2 separate regions of the Macaca mulatta genome follow, and region 1 is linked to region 2. Evidence: chromatin contacts called from public Hi-C data. All regions are on one chromosome and are shown on one strand. The core of a region is the stretch at or near the end of the contact, and the rest is flanking DNA. Distances in the headings are between cores, read along the strand shown. Region 1 holds the start of SH3RF1 (SH3 domain containing ring finger 1). Region 2 holds the start of CBR4 (carbonyl reductase 4).

Region 1 (5,935 bases), core at 376-2,875, 260 kb after region 2:
TCTAGAGTCATGGGGAAAAAGGGGGAAAAGAGAATATGAGTGTTGTTATCTAGGGAAAAAGCTCACAAAGGAGCCAAGAATCAAAAAGTACCCAAAAGTACACTATTCCCTGTCTGAATAGTGTAGCTTTGCTTTGGAATGTGGGTTCCTAAACTCCAAAGTCAACAACTGAAAACAAAATAGGCTTTCTAAACAACGCAAAATTAACCCCTAAAGATATCCAGGGGTTCACTGGGCAAAACAGACACAGAGTATTATACATAATTCCTGCAGAAGGATTTATGAAATGCAATAAGGAATATAATTTCTTAAGCTCTGAAAGGGATATCAGCTGCCTTAATAAAGTCTTCAACTCATAAGAGAAGCTGACAGAGACCATTCAAAGTTTCCTCTACCTGAAATTTACTTTTAAATCCAACTAAATTCCCTTTTTTAAGCCAGTTTAGAGTTTAAGAAACCATGCCTCATGTGATCGCTCGTGGTAAATGATCCCAATATTAAATACATATGTTTCTTCGCTGTTCTTAAAAATAGAACTGTTTAATCTTGCCCAACCAAAAAGAGCTGAAGGTTGACAATTCTAAAAGACACAGATTTGCTTGAAAGCAGCTAAAACAGAAAAGCGCCTTTCAGGGCAGTGGTTGATAACTCTGAAACACATTTCTGAACGGCCTGTCCTAATCCCATTCAGAAAATCTGGCAAAATTACCACCAAAAGAATTCGACAACGGAATGTTGGACTGGAAACTGTGGGCATATGAAAATGAGGCCATTCAGGAAAAAGCAAGCCACTTACTGCGCCGCTCTCCCCCCCACCGCCAAAATAAATGTAAATGTGAATGCCCAAGAGAAAGGGGGTAAAAAGATTTGGCTGGTAGCATTAACAGCTGTTCTTGACAAAGTCGGAGCGGGGGAGTCCCAGGGCTGCGCCCCCGCTCCCACTGCGCCGAGCACAGGTACTCCCGAGCCCGCAGGGAGGCGCGGCGGCCGTTCGCCGCAGACACACCCCGGGGCCAGGTGTCGGCGGCACCCGGCAGGAGCCGGTCCCTGCCTGGGGCTCTCACCCTACAGCCTCCCTCATCTCCGCTCCCCTTTAGGTCAGGCCGGGGACACAAATCCCCCTTACACGACTGCGGGAAGTTTTCAAGGACTTATAAATAAATGCGCAGGCTTAAGTTGCGAAACTCAGCCCCACAGAGTGCCACGGGGAAGCAGCTTTCTAGCCCAGCCAAGATAAGGCGACAGTCCCCAGAGAGACCGCGCCATCCGGGAAGCAGGGGGTGCTGGGCTGCGCCCGGGGAGACCGCGGCACGGAGCCCTGGCAGCTTCCTGCCCGGAGAAGGCAGAGGCCGCGGGCTGCTCCGCTTCCGCAGGTCCTGATTCCCGGCCCAGGGGTACCCGAGGGCTAGGGGAGAGAGAAACCGACCCAGGGCGGGGATGGGGAAACGCCGAGACCACCGCCTTTTCCGCAGCTAGGGGTCCGCCAACGCTGGGTGCCCGCCGGCCCCGCGCCGGCCGCGCGCCCTACCTCGCGCCTCGGCTCCTCCTCTTTGTTCGCGGCCCCGCAGCAGCGGCGGCGGCTGATGCAGATGCGGCCCCGCCGCGCTCGCCGCTCGCAGTGTCTCTGACGCCGCGGCGGCACCGGGAGACTCCTCTCTGCTGCCCCCCTCACGCGCGCACACACACCACGCCGCCGCTGCCGCCTCCCACTTTCCCAGCCAAGGAGGGCGGAGGAAGAGGAGGAGGCCGGGCCGCAGCCGGCGCCCGGGGCGCAAGGGGGCGGCCCCGCGCCACAGCGCCTTCCCCCGGAGCGGGCGCGGCACCTCCCGGAGCCGCCCGCCGCGGCGCCGGCCTCCCGCGCTGAGGTGACCAGCGCCCCGTACCCCGCCGGAGCCCGGGGGCGGGATGGGTGCGGCAGCCTGAGGGGGCGCTGCGAGAGCGGAGAGACTGGGGAGCGGGGCCCTCAGGGGGCAACGAGGGGAAGCCTCGGGGACGGACGCCGTCTCCCACAGGAGAACGCGCCTGAAAAATGGAGCCACCGGAGTGGGAGGCGGCGGGAGTGGAGGCTGAGGGAAGCAGGAAGGAGCCCCGGGGCAGAGTCCCGCCGCGTCCTCCTCCCCCCGGCACGGCTGGGCGCCCGGGACGGACTCTTCCTCCCCGGGCTGGGAGAGTCGCGGCGCGGGAGGGGCTGGGTCCGCGGAGGCGGCGGGAGCAGTCCTGGCGGGAACCGATCCCGCTGCACTTTGCGTCTGGTTGCCCACCCTGGACACTTACTTGGTAGAGTCGGTGCGAAGTGTTGCCCCTTGGGGCCGAGAGCGGCGTGGTGAATCGATGAGGACAGTGCCGCGTCCACCTGCCCGCACCCAGCCATCAGTCACCCCAGGACCGAAACTGGAGCCAGCCTGGAGGACCGCTGACCCCAAAGCCCAAGGCTAGGAAAAAGGTAGTATGGGCTTCCAACCCAGCCGCGGGGGCTCTGTTATCCCTGCCCTAAGTGGGGAGAATTGAGTCTGACCTCAGGTGGGCTGGCACCGTAAAGCACGCTGAGAGACGCCTCTTTTATCTGAGCCTGGGCGGCTGCCATCATCGTCGCAGTAATCTTTGTTTTGGTTGCCCCAGGCACACACCTGTAAACCGAAGTGGAGTTTTGAAAAACATCTTGTCCATAGGTTTTGAGGTTTTTCCGTCTCGATTTAGTGGAGAAACAAGTTAAAAATTTTGTCACTGATCTAAAGTAGACATTATTGTATTTGCATTTACCATCAATTTACAAAAAGTTATCCCAAATACCCTTCCTCAAAGGTGGGCAGAAACTAGATGGTTATAAGAAGAAAGGGTTACAATAGATGCAAGAAATCTCTGCCCGGCCACCAACTAGGTTTATGATTTAGAGAGGAGTCTCAGTTTATCCTCTAGTCTCCAGCTAGGGCCACAGCTGAACCATTCAAGACATAAGGATCACATAAGCATGAAAAAATTATAACAGCTAACAATGATCACTCACTGTACACCAGGCACTGTGCTGAACATTTTTCATGCATCAGTTCAATTCTCACAGCAACCCTCTATGTCATCTTTTCTCAGCCTTGTTCTAAATAGATTCATATGCTGAGAGTCATAATGTATGAACACCAAAAATCATAGCCCACTTCCCCTTCCATTAGAAGTGAGCAAATGCACGGGTATTTGGGCATTTGAGCTGAGAAAGACTACGGAAGGAATGAATGGAATGGAGAATTTCTAGTCCAGTTTGCAAACTGAAAGTGACTACTTAGTTCTGCATGTGGAGCTGGGCAGATGGATGAAGATGAGGCTGACCAGAAGATTACAGTCAATAAACAGATAAGGATTCTTTGCAGTTATTAGAACTGAAGCTCAAATGGGTTCATTTTCCCCTGGTCACACAGTAGGTAATGTTGAACCAAGACTCGGTCCCAGCTCTCTGGATTCCAAGTCCAGTTCTCTTTCCACCATTCCAAGGCCCTGTCTTTTGCACATCACCGTCATATCCCCACCCCAGGCAAAGCGAAGCACAGTGTGTCTCTTCCCAAGGGAAAGAAGAAACTGTTAATCATGTAATTACTCGAAAGCAAGGGAAAATTTTTATTGTATTCTTATTTTGGTTTGGTGTTTGATTTTAGAGAGAGCAGCACACAAGGTCGTAGGTAGAATTGTGCAGCTCTTGAAACTCCTGGCAAAAAACAAAATCAATAATTACACCCATTTTCTTTGTTTTGTTTTCTTTTTTTGTTTTTTTGTTTTTGTTTTTGTTTTTTTTGAGACGGAGTTTCACTCTTGTTGCCCAGGCTGGAGTGCAATGGCACGATCTCGGCTTACCACAACCTCCGCCTCCCAGGCTCAAGCGATTCTCCCACCTCAGCCTCCGGAGTAACTGGGATTACAGGCACCCACCACCATGCCTGGCTAATTTTGTATTTTTAGTAGAGACAGGGCTTCTCTATGTTGGTCAGGCTGGCCTCAAACTCCCAATCTCAGGTGATCTGTCCACCTCAGCCTCCCAAAGTGCTGGGATTACAGGTGTGAGCCACCGTGCCTGGCCACACCCATTTTCAAAGAACTGAAGACGATGTGTCCCAAGACAGCAGTGATCAAAGAATCTGGCATACATCTCATGAATATTATCCAGGATGTGGCTGTACTTCTTTTAATGCCCCAGTGCATGTTATATAGTTTTTAGAACACAACACTTTTGTTAGCTTTAGTTACTCCAGCTGTAAAATGAAGTCTTAGGCAAGTTACTTTAACCTCCTGAGCCATTTTCTGTCAAATGGTGAAAAAAAAATCAGAGTGTTGTGGGACGACTAGATGAGACTACATGCTGGTTCTTTGTAATCTGTACATCTCTATTAAAGTCAGATAGCATCATTATCATAATCTGCCAAGAATCACCCAAGCAGAGTTATTCTGGGCAAAGTCCTTTCTTCCCAGGGTCTTAAAAAAGTTTGGGACAGGCCAGGCATGGTCGCTCACACCTGTAATCCCAGCACCTTGGGAGGCTGAGGCAGGTGGATCACCTGAGGTCAGGAGTTCGAGACCAGCCTGGCCAACGTGGTGAAAACCTGTCTCTAGTAAGAATACAAAAAAAAAAGAAAAATAGCTGAGCATTGTGGCGGGCACCTGTAATCGCAGCTACTTGGGAGGCTGAGGCAGGAGAATTGCTTGAACCTGGGAGGTGGAGGTTGCAGTGAGCCAAGACTGCACCACTGCACTCCAGCCTGGGTGACAGAGTGAGACTCTGTCTCAAATAAATAAGTTTGGTATAATGCTAGTAATTGCAAAGTCCTGTCAATACTATAGGGAAAGGGGCAGTTGGGGAAGAGAAGCATGTTCATCTTTTCACATCTGGGAACTGAACATGAAGGAAGGGATGTAAGCATGTTGTGCTTAAGATCCCTGTGACTTTGAGTAGAACCATGAAAAACATAAATACACCCTGTGACATAATAATGATAGCTTGGGTTTACACGGTTCTTATCCTCCCAAGACTTCAAAGGACTTTCATATATATTATCTCATCTGTCTTCTCAACATCCCTCAGAAGCGGTAAAGACAGACATGATTACTTCCATGTAGATGGGAAAAAACAAGATGTAGAGAAATTATTGCTCTAAGTGGTGACAAAAATCAGGCACTTAAATATCCAGTCCAGAGCACTCTTTGGTAAACTTTGGTGCTGTGCTTTCACACGGATATATATATATATACACACATGTGTCTGATTATCATTTTCCTTCAAACCTTGTTTCTTCTCCAGTTGCCATGATATTGGTAAATGATAGCACTCTTCATTCAGTTGTTCAAACTAGAAACCTAGGGATCGTCTTTGATTTCCCTTTTCCTCTCCATCAGTTCTGCTAGCTTCTCCCAAAATATGTTTCAATTTATACCCACTTTCCTTTGCCTCCAGTGCAAGTTTATTTAAGCCACCATCACACTTTGTCTCTGGCCCTCCTAAACCAGTCTCTCTGTTTCCACTCTTGTCCCCATAATCTTGCCCAGAATATAGTAACATTCAGAGTGAACAACAAAAAATGCATAACATACCAGTTACTACGTTGCTCCAAACTCATCAATTTCTTCCCATCATGCCTGAAATTTAAAGTCAAATATAGTCTTTGTCTTACAAGACTCACTGTCACTTGGACCCTGCACCACTGCATCTCAGCATAGTACTCTATCTTCTTTGCAGCACTTTTTGCTGTCTAATTTTTTGATTCCTTATTTATTGCCTATCTTCTTTACCTGAATATAAGTTCCCTGAAGGCAGTGACTGGGTCTGTCTTCTTTACCATTATGTCCTTCACAGCCAACACACAGTGATTCCAGTGACTAATTCTCAAATAAGGAGTTAATCAAGTATACAGTTATATTTCTTGCTATCCTAAAACTACATAGATACTTAGTACCTCACTGC
Region 2 (6,463 bases), core at 3,252-5,751:
CAAAACTGGAACCACATTCTTGCACAGCAACAATCTACTGAATCTAAGTAGTGGTCTCCACCATACCATATGGGCTCTGGACAATGAAGCTGGATATCATTTATCACATGGCTGGTACTGTCATTTTTCTAGTACTCAGTGGTGTCACTCATTTAACACCGGCCTGATTCCTATAGGGATGTGAATGTGTGACTCTTATTTTACTCATTAATCAATTAATTAAATCCTTTTTTCCATAGATAATATAAATTTCATTCATGTTTCACAATAAATTACAAATTAGTGGATCAAATATTTTTATGGTAAGGTATTATGGGATAATTATAAATTCACAAAGGTGAAGACTCACCTACATTAACAATAGACCCTCCCTGTTGTTGAATCATAGCCCTCATGGCAGCTTTACAGGTCAGCATGGAACCCAAGAGGTTAGTATGAAGCTGAGATACCATATCTTCAGTTTTTGTTCTTACTAAAAGACTATCCCTACGAAAAGAAACAGCATATAACAGTATATAGTAAGATAAAAACAAACAAAAGAGGTTAAGACTAATATAACATTTTTACTGAAAGTAGAGTGCAAGAAGTGCTTCCTATCTGAGCTAGAATAACTAGAATACCTAGAGTCCCATTTTGAACTTGGCTTGAGAAACATTAAAATAACAATTGATAAACCAGAAAGGATCCACTTGGAAGACAGGTTCTTACCCCGTCTCAGCTTGAGTGGAAATATTCTTAACCCCTAAAAGGAGTACCATGTAGCCAAAATAGTTTGAATGACCTGAGCAACTGTCATACTAAGCCTTGTTTAGCAAGAAAATTAATGTTATTCTAAATATTCTCTCATAAATTCATCTTTTAAAAAATAATGTCCACTCCATGATTCTATTAGTGTTAAGTTCACAAACTGGCAAAACGTATATATGGTGACAAAACTCAGAAAATAGTTACCAACAAGAAAGTATTGAGAAGACACTGCCTTCTGGAGCACTGGAAACATTCTACACCTCAATATGTGTGATGACTACAATGTTAAAATCGATTAAGCTGGGCCAGGCGCGGTGGCTCATGCCTGTAATCCCAGCACTTTGGGAGGCCGAGGCAGGCGGATCACGAGGTCAGGAGATCGAGACCATCCTGGCTAACACGGTGAAACCCCGTCTCTACCAAAAATACAGAAAAATTAGCCGGGCGTGATGGCAGGTGCCTGTAATCCCAGCTACTCTGGAGGCTGAGGCAGGAGAATGGCGTGAACCCGGCAGGCGGAGCTTGCAGTAAGCCGAGATCGCGCCATTGCACTCCAGTGTGGGGGGACAGAGCAAGACTCCGCCTCAAAAAATAAAAATTAAAAAAAATAAAATAAAATTTAAAAATTGATTAAGCTGGACATTTGTTATATGTTGTATCTCAATATAAAAGAAAAGAATTATGGATTGACAAGTTTTAAAATAGCTTTTACTCCCAGTTAGAAATAAAATAAACATATTAACTTATACTAATCAAAGACATATTAGGAATAAAAGTTTTAAATATATATCAGAAATTTATTTAAATCTGTGACCAACCTGTTAATACCAGCTGCATTTACCAAGAAATTTACTCGACCTAAATGTTTCTCCATCTCTTCAAATGTATTTTGAACATCATGTTCTTTAGCAACATCACAGCTAAATGCCAAATGATCTCCTACACAACAAAGTCAAAGAAGAATTAATTATAAGTTATAACTCAAATTTTAAATGTACTCAATACACATTCGTTAAACATTTACCTAAGATGGCAGGCCTGTGCTAATCTAGAACCTAGAGATTAAAAAAGTAATGTCATGAGGCCTGGCTTTCACAGAGGTGGTCTAATCAAACTGGGATGGGGGAACAAAGAGGAAATAAAGTACTACTACAGAAAGTTAATTTTTAAATTTTCTTTTTAATCAACCAAGAGGGGAGGGCTTTTTCAAGTTATAAAGGCTCTGTAAGATTCATCTAATAGTATTTATAGCTTTAACACTGAACTCACGCTACCCAATTCGACAGTCTTCTCGGTTTTATATTCTTTTTTGAAATTTATGTCTAATTCTGTCAGGTTTTTGTTGAATTAGTTTCTTTGGCCCTGAACAGGAACTCTGAGGTTTCTTCTTTTTAAGTGCTACAGATGCACTATGGCACATATATTATAACGACTATTATTCAAACCTGACCATCAGGAGAGACAACACAAGAAGCTGTAAAAATGCTAAAACTATAAACCACGGGGGGAAAAAACACTTTTCACTAAAAGCAAATGTTACTTACCACTTTAAAAAAAATGGTTAAATGCCAAAAAACACTTCAAAGGAAAATAAAGCATCATTCCCTATGTAATAATCTACCATTTTAATACTCTAAAATGTAGAATTGTTTTTAAAAGCTACAACAATTGCTTATTTCCTGTCTGACCTTGACAAATATGCTTACACCAACATTACAACATCAAGCCTTTGGAAACAGTAAGTGACCTGGGGAATTATACTTTCTAGATGAAAACCAGTCTCTCATGGAACACGATTCAAAGGAATGCAGGGCCCAAAAGCATCCTGTGTCTTACTCTTGGTTTTCACCTGAAGACTTGTGGTGTCCAAAACCACCTTTGAAAGCTCAACCAATGGCATCAATCCAGTCCAGCAAACACTGATGGCTTGGGGTGACTCGGTAAGGGTCACCACTCTTCCCCTCCTTTGTTAGAATGGCAAGGAATATGAGCTTCAAGAAGCATTCACTGGCATTCTCCCTGAGTTATAACTTACAGGATTTTTTTTCTTTTAGAGAGCCCAATACTCTCACAACCAGCACTGAACAGGTGATACCAAACCGATCAATAATGTTAACTTAAAAAAGAACAGCCACACCTGGCGCCTATAGTCCCAGGTCCTTGGGAGGCTGAGGTGAGAAGATCTCCAGAGCCCAGTAAATCAGGAGTTGGAGTCTAGCCCAGGCAACATAATGAGAAGGAAGCCCTCTCAAAAAAAAAAAAAAAAAAAAAAAAAAAGGCCGGGGCGTGGTGGCTCACACCTGTAATCCCAACACTTTGGGAGGCCGAGATGGGCGGATCACGAGGTGAGGAGATCTAGACCATCCTGGCTAACACGGTGAAACCCCCATCTCTACTTAAAAAAAAAAAAAAAAAAAAAATTAGCCGGGCGCGGTTGTGGGCGCCTGCAGTCCCAGCTACTCCGGAGGCTGAGGCTCCAGAATGGCGTAAACCCGGGAGGCGGAGCTTGCAGTGAGCCGAGACAGCGCCACTGCAATCCAACCTGGGTGACAGAGCGAGACTCCGTCTCAAAAAAAAAAAAAAAAAAAACCACAAACCACACACACACAAAAACAGTAAGAGCCACAAGACGCACCCCTAGGCCTCTATTCTCCCCATGCCTCCCTGATAGTAAATGAAGTACAATTTTGTCCAGTCTAGTAATTAAACAAATAGCATCTTCCGATCTTTCTAACGTCCTTTCTCCCTAAATTCAAGAAAGAGTTAAATTCACAAAATGACTAATCCACTATTAATAACCCGGAAATAAAAAATCCTGAAGTTTAAATGCAATAAAAAAGAATTTGGCAGAACAAAGTTCAACTGTCCATTTGCAAAACTCACCAAAACAATTTAGTAACATTAAAGCAAACCAGGTATATCTCAAAACTGGCTGGTACTCAAAAGGGTTTCTTCATCAAACACTGCTTTGTGCATTCGCGCAGGGCCAAAACACCGCCCTTGGGCAAAACTGAAGGGAGCCCTTTAATACCTGCACTCCTACCTTTCCTGCCTGAACTCCTTTCGGCCCAGCCCTGTCTCCGGGGGCCGAGAACTCGCCCTTTTCCCTACATTAAAAGTAAACGGTTACGTGGCTCTCTCCCACAACAGCGACGTTCCTCAGGGTTAGCACTAGCCGCAGGGCGGAGGGTGCTTATTAGTGGGGCCTCATAAGACTACCAGGTGTCAAAGAAAACCCCAAGTGCTCAGCCCTCGGCGGCAGGCTGCGCTGCCGGCGTTCTGCGAGGCTCAGGGAGATCGGGGTTTTCTGCACGAGACGCATTCTAAAGCGCCTGCAAGCGGTTGCATCGAGAAACCTCAGAGCCCTGTAAGACCATACCGCTCGTTTCACAAAGATTTTAAGCGCCTGGACCGCGGCCATACAACTGGACAACTCCAGTTTGGTACCTACCGCCGAGGTCACCGGCGGCGGCTTTGGCCCCTTCCAGGTTTCTGGCAATGATCGCCAGGCGGTAGCCTTTCCGGGCCATTAACTGGGCCACAGCCCTGCCAATGCCTCGGGAGCCTCCAAAAATAGCACACACTTTGTCCATCTCGGAGTCACAAACTCGGCGGAAAGAGGGAGGAGAGTGGGAGTCCCCTTCCAAGTTCCGTCAAGCTTTTGAACAACCGCGGTTCCAAAGGAAAAACAAAAGGCAACCCGCAGAAAAAAAAACCCCGCTCGGCACCGACACCTCCTGCGGCCCGACTCTGGTAATGCAAGAGGCGTAAAAAGGGGAGAAGAGCTCGGCGACCCCGCGTCGACGTCATCACGCACGGACTCTTCCGTGCCGCGCCTAACAAGTACGCCAGCGAGAGCTCCCCCCGGCGGAAAAATGGCCTGGAGGGGGCCTAGATGCATGCTGGGCTCTGTAGTCTTCACGCAGGAGAGCAACTGGCGCAGGCGCGTTGCTCGGTGGGAAATGTACTTGTGGCACTGAGGGGGATCCTCTGTCTACCCTGGGTCGTGTTAGTCGGGATTCGAGCCCCGGTGACCAATCACCCCGGTTTGTTCGGAACTGACAGGGTTGTCAAGACGCTGGGCTTTCCCTGGCAAACCGAGACGACTTCATCACGTAGTTAGAACCCAGAGCAAGCATTAGTGGGCTTGAGCCGGTCGGGGCTCCGGTATTTGCCCTTCGCCCAGGTTTTGTTTTGCCTACAGACTTGATGTCCTACCTGTTGAAGAAGTCCCCAAGTATCGCACCCACACCAAAACCTACCCTATCTGTTCCTCCCCCAGGATGCTGCAGAAATGGACCTCTACCCGCCCAGATGTTACCATTCATCGCGAAGGGTGTCGTGAAGATGAATGCCCTGTCGAACATCATCCAGCAGGAGGTCAAGGAATTTTAACTGAATGATTGAATAGTTTTGCAAGATCTATGAAACAAGCTTCGGCTGCTGTAGAGAAACAAAAATGGGTTCCTGCAATTCTAAAGATGTGCTGGGTGCTCTGACAGTGAATAAGCTAAAAAATTCAATGTTTGTTACAAACATAGTGTAAAAAGAAAGCATTTCTTGATACAATATTATTTTACTAGATGATTCAGAAAAGTATGAACCATGATCCCTACCACTAAAAAAAACTACACCCCAGAACTACAGGACTAATGCACATGAAACACTAGGAGGTATCCAAAATCATACTTAGTAAAATGTAAAATTATATTAACACAAGAGCTCCGAGAAAACGGAGATCAGTGAAGAATGAAGGCATGCATGGAAAAGCTGGATTTGAGGGCTGGGTGAGGTTTGAAAAAAGGAAAATAAGAGCAAAAAGTCTATAAAAAAGCAAGTTGAGCATTATTTTAAATTTGTTATTCCTATTCCATTTAGAGCCAATAAAAGTTTTGAAATGGTTTGCAAAAATGCATGAGTATTTGATTTTAAAAGGCAAAGAGGACCACTGCCCCTTCTCCCGCAAGGCCAGAATAATAAATTAAGTCAGTGGAAAAAATACGAATAAAGTCATGCTGTAAGAATCTATTTAGTATTAAAGAAGAGATTCATAAACTTAGAGTTTCCTGCCAGCAAAAGCAACAAAGAAAATATAATTACGAGTGGTAATTTGTGTAAGAAATAAGCCTCCTGGTTATGCAGCAGAGAAGACTGAGCAAAACTCCCTCCTCATAGGTCCTCCTAAATGGCACACTAAGCATTGTAGTAGACAGTGTGCTTCATGAAAAGAAAAAGAGATTGTAAGGCTGTTTTTATAGCATCTATTAGACTTTATTAAAAGCAAATACAATAGGAAGTTAAATAATATAAGCAAATAGTCACACATAAAAAAATGTGTCTTTGAAACAATATATGTTTGAAACAATGAGGAAACAGGTCTGAGGAAATTTGGGATGGTGCTATATTATAGTCAGTTTTAAAGTCAGGTGCCAAGCATTAAACAGGCCTTTAACTACAGAAGTAACAAGATAAGAGCTGCATTTAAGAACTATTAGCAGGCCAGGCATGGTGGCTTATGCTTGTAATCCCAACACTGTGGGAGGCTAAGACAGGAGGATTGCTTGAGCAGAAGTTCAAAACCAACCTGGGAATCATGGTAAGACCCCCTCCTACCCCCATCTCTGCAGAAAATTCCAAAAAAATTAACTGGACATGGTGGCCTACGTGTGGTCCCAGCTACTTGGGAGGCTGAGTTGGGAGGATCACGTAAGTCCAG

The links. A called contact is a pair of places that touch in the nucleus more often than the background predicts.
Region 1: a contact with region 2 is called in a Hi-C map of liver, with 4 times the contacts expected there. The contact joins the promoter of SH3RF1 here to the promoter of CBR4 in region 2. A contact is called at or near these places in 3 of 14 Hi-C or Micro-C datasets (fetal cortex germinal zone, fetal cortical plate and liver).

Annotation. Positions count from the first base shown.
Region 1 is chr5:177,776,071-177,782,005 of T2T-MMU8v2.0, forward strand. SH3RF1 (SH3 domain containing ring finger 1) reads right to left here and starts at 1,626. Exons shown (of 13, transcript XR_013417380.1): 1 at 1,529-1,626; 2 at 1. It overlaps LOC144340873 (a long non-coding RNA gene), which reads left to right and starts at 2,127. Exons shown (of 2, transcript XR_013417381.1): 1 at 2,127-2,443.
Region 2 is chr5:177,513,235-177,519,697 of T2T-MMU8v2.0, forward strand. CBR4 (carbonyl reductase 4) reads right to left here and starts at 4,502. Exons shown (of 5, transcript NM_001193693.2): 1 at 4,199-4,502; 2 at 1,566-1,686; 3 at 350-486. The coding sequence starts at 4,340.